Regions from separate parts of the Callithrix jacchus genome. Here region 2 is linked to region 1. The links are chromatin contacts, called in public Hi-C maps. All regions are on one chromosome and are shown on one strand. The core of a region is the stretch at or near the end of the contact, and the rest is flanking DNA. Distances in the headings are between cores, read along the strand shown. Region 1 overlaps USP53 (ubiquitin specific peptidase 53). Region 2 overlaps SYNPO2 (synaptopodin 2).

Region 1 (3,656 bases), core at 573-3,072:
CAGCCATGATCTGACCCCTGGTTCTGTCTACCTCATACTTTATTATGTATATTACTTCATTACTTGGTTCATAGCATTTCTTTGAAATACATCTCATCTTCCCAACATACACACAAAACTTGTGCTCATTTTTCAATATATAGTAAGATGTAACCTCTCCAGGAAGCCTATTTTGCTTCCACACAGATCTTATGTTATAATATGCATATGTCTGGCTTTGCATATTTATATGTTTTGTTCTTTTTTTCTTTGGGCTTCAACTGCACATCACTGAGTTTAATCTTTTTTATTATCTAAGTTGGCTGTCTAGCCCTGTTTCAATTATACATATATATACTCCTTACTCAGGTGATCATGTATAGTGTATATGTTTTCACACATATATTGTTTTACCAAAATGAGGTAATATTAAGTTTCTGCATTTTGCCTTAGTCATTCAAAAACACTGTTGTATTTTCCTGGAATTTGATCTTGTGGTCTGTCTCTGGAGAATGGCTATAAACACTACTCTTACCCTGATAGGACTTCAGGAGATGTGGTCATGGGTGTTTACAATGTGCTTTTCACAGGATACTTCTTTTTCCTGGCATATGACCTAATGCCTTAGTGTCCCTGACCCTCGACAGGTGTCCCTCTCACAGGAAACTTGTTTATACTGGCAGATGCCCTTGTGACTCTTGTCTTACCTGTGTTGAGTTTATTTCTATCAAGATAGCCATTCTCTAGGAGAGTCCTGACCAGAAAAGAAGCTGAATTCAGGTGTAATTGGGTGAGATACACAGGATACGACTCACCAAAACATGAAATAACAGAAGCAGTTTATTACTTACAAATCCAGAGACAAGAGGGCAGCACGTCTCCTATGGCCAACTGGAAGTGGGGAGCCACTGATACATGCACATTCAACCACTGGGTGGGGAACAAAAGACAGAGAGAGGGGAACTTGTGGGCCAAAACCTTTACCGGGGCCCAGGGTATTGCCTAGGTGGGTTTCCTGTAGGGAGTTCTAATTGGTGGGTTTAGAGTATGTGGGTACATGTTCCATGGAGTCACTGTGACTGAAAGGTGGTCACTGTGGCATATCTGCACAGCCTGTGCATGCTGTGTGAGTCAGCAGGTCAAGTTATGTGGTTTGAATTTCACTGACCACCTATAAAGAGGTGGTGAGTAGGAAGCAGTTGTATGAAGTAGATGTCTGTATTAACCACACTGAGGAACTAGGAGGAGGTAGAAAACTGGAAACTGTCAGGCTTAACAGAGCACTGCTTCTGGTATGAGAAAATCCAGCTTATGTTCAAAGTGGATGCAGAGGTAACACAAAATTATAGGAATTCACTGCAAACACCCTGTTAGCAATTATGTTCCTAATGATAGATATTTACTTTATTTCTTTCATTATTTACTGCTATAACCTAATATATCTCAATAAAAATAGTACTTTTATTTCTGGGGTATAGATTCTCAGTATTGAGTTTTAGGGGTTGAAGTGTGTTAAGTTTTTAACTTTAATAGTTGTGGCCATGTTGATATAATATTGCCAGAGGGTATAATAGTATGATTACATTTCTTGTTAGCCGTGAAAGAAAGTACCTTTTCCCTTTTATTCTCACCAACAGTGTTTTAGTATTTTTGTCAGTGTGATAAAAATGAAGTACCTTTCAACTACTGTACTAGATCCCTCCCACCTGCCAGTTTTGTTGATTCTCTAGCAGGACTCACAGAGCTCAGCATATAGTTATATGCATTGCTGTGATTTATTACAGTGAAAGGATATAAAGCAAAATCAGCAGACAGAGAAGGAGCAGGAGGTGAAGTCAGCCCGAAACCAGGCACAAACTTCCAATTGTCTTCTACAAGTGGAGTCACACAGGGCACACTGATTTCTCCAGCAACAGATTGTGATGACACATGTAAAATGTTGTGTACCAGGAAGCTCATTAGAGATTCAGTACTTAACATTTTATTGTGGGATGGTCACATAAGCATCCTCTGCCTGGAATGTACCACAATTGCAGTGTTCCAGAAGGAAAACAGGTATTCAGGATAAAAATTTTGTTTGTGCAGTTTAGCTATAGTGACCCACTCTTATCAGTGTGTTGGAAAGCCTCCCCAAATCTTGAGTTCCCAAAGGTCAGCCTTGCAAGCAGACCATTGTAAGGATGGCAGTCTAAGGGGTGCTATGTAAAGTCTTTTCTTTTGCTCTTTTTAAAAAACATTTCATATGAATGGAATCATATAATATATGGTCTTTTGTGACTGACTGCTTATACTTTGCTTAGTGTTTTTAATGTTCGTTCATGTTGTAATATATGTTGCTTCTTCATTTTTTAATGGCTGAATAATATTTCATTGTATGAATATACATAACACATTTTGTTCATCCATTGACTGGTTGATGGACATTTGGATTGTTTCCCCTTTTTGAATATTATGAATAATGCTGTGTTAGCTATTTTCTTCACAGCCTCCCAAATGTTTATTGAGAGAATAAATACAGACTCACATTTGCATTCTCATAAGAAACCACGCTTGTCATTATTCTTTTCAGTTGTATGTTATTCCTTTGACGTATCGGTAGATTATGTTTGCTAGCATTTTATTTATAATTTTTGTACCTATAATCATGTCAAATTGGTATGAGGTTTATCATGTTTTGATAATAAGGATATGTTAGCTTTATGAAATGATTTGGGGATTCTTACTGTTTTATTTACCCTGTGGCCTGCAGTGATTTAACACTAGAATCAACAGTTATTTGAAGTTTAGAATTTGTCTATCCAGATGCCATTTAAAATGAAATAACTTTTATCTCTTTTCCATTTTCTTCTAAACTAGTCTTTTTAAGCTTTTCATTTTTTCTTGTATTCTTTCCATTGCTTATGTGTCTAGTCATTTCTCCTTTGTCAATTTTATTAGTGTTCATGTTTCTCTCTCTCTCTCTTTTTTTTTTTTTTTTTTTAACCTTAATCAGGCCTTTTGTAAAGATATCTGTTAGTTTTTGTAAAATTTTAGTTTGGGATTTATTTTTTTTATTGTTTATCAGTTGACTTGGAAATCTCCTTTTTTCAAGTTAGTATAAGGTTTCACAGTTTTTGTCCTACTTCTCTTTTTTACTACATCATGTTTGGATTCTTTGAGTTACACATCCTGTTTGTATCTGAGTTTTTCAGTCTTTAATTCTGGGAAATTCTTAATCATTTCTAGACATATCTACTTATATCCCTCTCTAGGAATCTTATTGGATAGATATTGACATTTAATTATTTTAATCATGTCTCATAGCTTTTGAGAAGTGTTTATGTTTTCTACTTCCTTATTCCTTTTTTAATGCTTTGTAGGAGAATTGCTTGATCTGAACTTGTTGCTCACTAGTATGTTCTTGTCCTGTATTCAGTTTTCTAGTTAACCTGTCGAGTTTTTTATTTCAGCAGTTTAAAAAATCTATACATATCTTCAATTGGTGAATATTTATGCTTGTTTTAAATTTACGTTCTCTTTAGTCTTTTTTCTCATGGTATAAAGTTCAGTTTATTGTCTTTCTTTTGTTGTGCTCATACTCTCCAAGTGTCTAGTTGTATTTTTCATGGAAGTACCAAGTTATGAGCTAGTAGTATTTGCCTGGGAGGAGGGTGAAAGACTAGGCTCTAACTTGTGTC
Region 2 (3,656 bases), core at 781-3,280, 170 kb before region 1:
AATTACGGGGACTTACCATATACTAGGTACCACTCTAAGCGTAAGTATTAACTTCCTGTTGTCACCACAAAATGATGGAAGTATGATGTAGGTACTATTATCATCCCACTTTAAGATGAGGAAACTGAGATAAAGAAAAGTTAAGAAAATTTTGTAACATGGTAGAGGTAGGTCTCAGGACCAGCAGTCACACTCCATGGCTGTCCTCTAATCCCAAGACTGTACTCCCTCCCCTGATTGCAAGAAGATTCAGGTCACAGATAAAAGGAACTGCTCCTCAGAAGTGATGAGTTTTACATGTCTCAGAGATAACTCTAAACCTTCTAAATCAAAGTAAGAAATATTGAAACATCTTAGAGTTTGGTAGCTCCAAGCAATAGACATTTTTAAACAGGGTACATGGGGAAAAGCTGTAGTTTTATTCTCTATCAGCCTATTTGCTTATTTTTATTTTATTTTATTTTATTTTTGAGACGGAGTTTCACTCTTGTTACCCAGGCTGGAGTGCAATGGCGCGATCTCAGCTCACCGCAACCTCCGCCTCCTGGGTTCAGGCAATTCTCCTGCCTCAGCCTCCCAAGTAGCTGGGATTACAGGTGCGTGCCACCATGCCCAGCTAAATTTTTGTATTTTGAGTAGAGACGGGGTTTCACCATGTTGACCAGGATGGTCTCGATCTCTTGACCTCGTGATCCACCCGCCTTGGCCTCCCAAAGTGCTGGGATTACAGGCTTGAGCCACTGCGCCCAGCCAGCCTATTTGCTTATTAGAACTCAGTAATGGCAAAGGGAAGCTCAACATTTTGCTGGGTTTCACTAAACAAATTCCCACAATGCTCTAGACCAAATACCTGAAACACCCACCGCTTCCAGCCAGCTAGTATTGTATATTACCAGAGTTATGCTCATTTATACCTGGCAAACAAACGAAGAACAGAATAGTGACGAGAGAAACCTTCAAATTTCGGTAACAATAATGCAGAAAATAAGGTTCCTTCCAATTTTTAAATGAAAAAGAAGACATGCTATTTTTTTAATTTAGAAAAAGCAAAAGGTAAACACTTTTAAAAAATGAACTTCACATATGATTAGATGACATAAGGTGTGTAAACCTTGAGCCCACAAGAAGTACATTTGTAGTGGTTAAGAGTGCGGATTCTAGGGCCAGACTGCCTGTCTCTGAGTTCCAGGCCTGCCTCCTGCTTACTGGGAGACTTTTGACAAAGTATTCAGTCACCCTGTGCTTCAGTACCTCAGCTGTGAAATGGAGACAATAATAGGTGTACTTCACAAGTTGTTATGAAGATTAAGTGAAACGGTGTGCATTATGTGTATAAAACAGTGCCTGGCACAGAGAAAGTATTCCACACATGCTAGCTATTCTTCTTCTTCTAAGGGGCACTCAATACACAGTAACTAGTATTTCAAAAACTTCCGATGAGGAGAACACAATACAACAAGTTATTTTGTGTTCTCTGTTAATATGAATCCTAGTTTGAGACCCACCACAACTAAAACAGAAAAAGTAGGAGTATCGCTATAAATCTCACATTGAATCTATTCCCAGGAGTCATTAATTGAGAGAGCTTTGTTTCTTCTCTTTTTCCTTCTTAATGAAGTTTATATGTTTACATTCCTCTGTATTCAGCCTGTTTGTCCATTTTTTCCTGCTTTGTGTTCATCCATTGTGCTAACATTGTTTTCGTGATAGACAAAGATGAGACCAGATTCAGAAAGACTGCTTCAGTATTTTTATAAAATAAACTTAACATCAGCTTTGAGCCTCTACTATAAAGACACTATGTTCAGTTCAAAGTACCAATATTATGTAATGAACTTAGCAATGTGAAGAGAACTCTTCTGGAGAAATGTTTGTAAACTGAACATATTCTCTAAACAGGATAGTTGGTATCCTCAGTAAGGTCCTGGTAGGATAGTTGAAGCTTAAATAGGCCTATTACACCGAAAGTGGAGCAGTTGGCAACCCTATCCCTGAGACTACCCCACTTCAGACCTGCAACAGTTGGGCTGACCTAGGAGGGCACAGCTCACAGCTGTCCTTATCCCTCCTTTCCACACTGTCCTAGGACAAAGGGTCAGCAACCTGGCCTTTTTAGAGTAATTGATCCCTTGCCTGAGAAGCATGATCACTTTCCAAAAACAGAAAGACTGAAACCTCTGCCTGAACAGAGCAAACTCCGAGCTCAGGGCAAGTGATGAAAAACAATTCTAAGAAGCTGAGCCACCGATACAGGGAGGAACTTAATATTCCAGCTGCCTTTCAAACCCAGGGAATTTTTGTGGTTTTCTGGTACTTCTAGAATCCTTCTGAGTCAGAAGGAGAAGTCAGGACTCATCTTGAAGATTAAAAAAATCAAAGCAAGCTGAGATTCTGGAAAATTTATCTGAATCCAGAATAGCTCGTGTGTCAAACACAATTAAATTGATTTAGTTTTGCTTTCCTTTTGTGCCATTTAATTACATCAAAAACAAAACAAAACTAGGTCTCTTTCTGCACTGAAAACTGTTAGTTCTTTTTTTCTCTTAGCAAGTCTAAGACTGATAAAGAGATGTTCACAAAACAATTTTCCAGAGTTAAGAATCTCTAAGGAATTGGTTGAACTAATATAAAGTACTAATTTAAGGTATCATTCCAGTCTTTCCACAATTAGGTCTTTGGCTTGGAGTTTTGTTCTTGTTTTTGTTTTTTTAATTCACACTCAGCGTCTGTTGGTTGTGACTGGACCACTTATTACTCCTTATTAAATGGTGCAGATCATAATTCTTCATGTAAGTCCAATATGGGCTAGATTTTGAATTATACATTATGAAATACCCACTGAAATGTCATAACTCATTGTGGGCAGTATTACTGAAATAAAGAGCAATGCTAGATATATTACTTAGAAATTTTAATTTTATGTTAAATGAACTAATACGATTTCCTTTATATACAGCACTTTAGTATAAGCAAACTATGCCCTTCATAGTATTGTAACATATAGCTTTCCACCTTTTGTTCCTGGTATAAAATTAAGATTTCCCCACCTCAGAGATGGTCCTACCTTAGAGATTCTGATTTACTAGGTGCATGTGGGGCCTAGGTATTTGTTTTTGTAACATACAACCCAGGTGATTTTGATGCTAGTGGGCTGTGAACTACACTTTGAAAAACACTTTTCTAACATGCAAACCACTAAGTCAACTTGATTCTTTAAAACCCATAAATAGTTTTCCTGTTTATCCAGTCAGGGACAGCCAGGCTTGTAAACTGCACCTGCTTCCACAGTCTTAGTGCCCAGTCTAAAAGGAACAGACGCTGAAGCACCCATCTTGCCGATTTTATTTCAAACGTCCAAGAGATGGCAGCAAACTCTCTTTCCCGCTCAGTGCTTCATAGGCAGCCATTCTAAAGTTTGCTGCGTTACAATTTGCTTTGAATTTTTTTTAAAAAAGACTAAAGGGGGCCTTGAGATGTGATTTTTATCTGACTCCCTGCCTTTATTCAAGAATGAGTATAAATGTTTCTAGGAATGGAATAGAATGATACATTTTTATTATCTAGAAAAAGGATTGAATTTCCTTGGCTGTTTTTTCTTATCTCTGGGGCAAATGATTGTATGACTTCCCTTGATTGTAGGGCCCTAGACTCTGTTA

What was found. Hi-C and Micro-C count contacts between places; a contact is called where the count stands out from the background.
Region 2: a contact with region 1 is called in a Hi-C map of skeletal muscle, with 3 times the contacts expected there. The contact joins two enhancer-like sites. A contact is called at or near these places in 2 of 3 Hi-C or Micro-C datasets (both in skeletal muscle).

Annotation. Positions count from the first base shown.
Region 1 is chr3:78,343,862-78,347,517 of calJac240_pri, reverse strand. The region is part of intron 2 of USP53 (ubiquitin specific peptidase 53); the gene reads left to right. It overlaps ARLN (allregulin), which reads right to left. Exons shown (of 6, transcript XR_004740699.3): 6 at 3,537-3,656. Among named protein-coding and RNA genes, the nearest start is that of USP53, 15 kb to the left of the region's middle. Within about 2 kb of position 1,822, at least 1 of the 16 cell types and tissues checked has an H3K27ac peak or open chromatin away from gene starts, as enhancers often do. A contact at or near this core is called in skeletal muscle, where this site is marked.
Region 2 is chr3:78,512,850-78,516,505 of calJac240_pri, reverse strand. The region is part of intron 4 of SYNPO2 (synaptopodin 2); the gene reads left to right. Among named protein-coding and RNA genes, the nearest start is that of MYOZ2, 84 kb to the right of the region's middle. Within about 2 kb of position 2,030, at least 6 of the 16 cell types and tissues checked have an H3K27ac peak or open chromatin away from gene starts, as enhancers often do. A contact at or near this core is called in skeletal muscle, where this site is marked.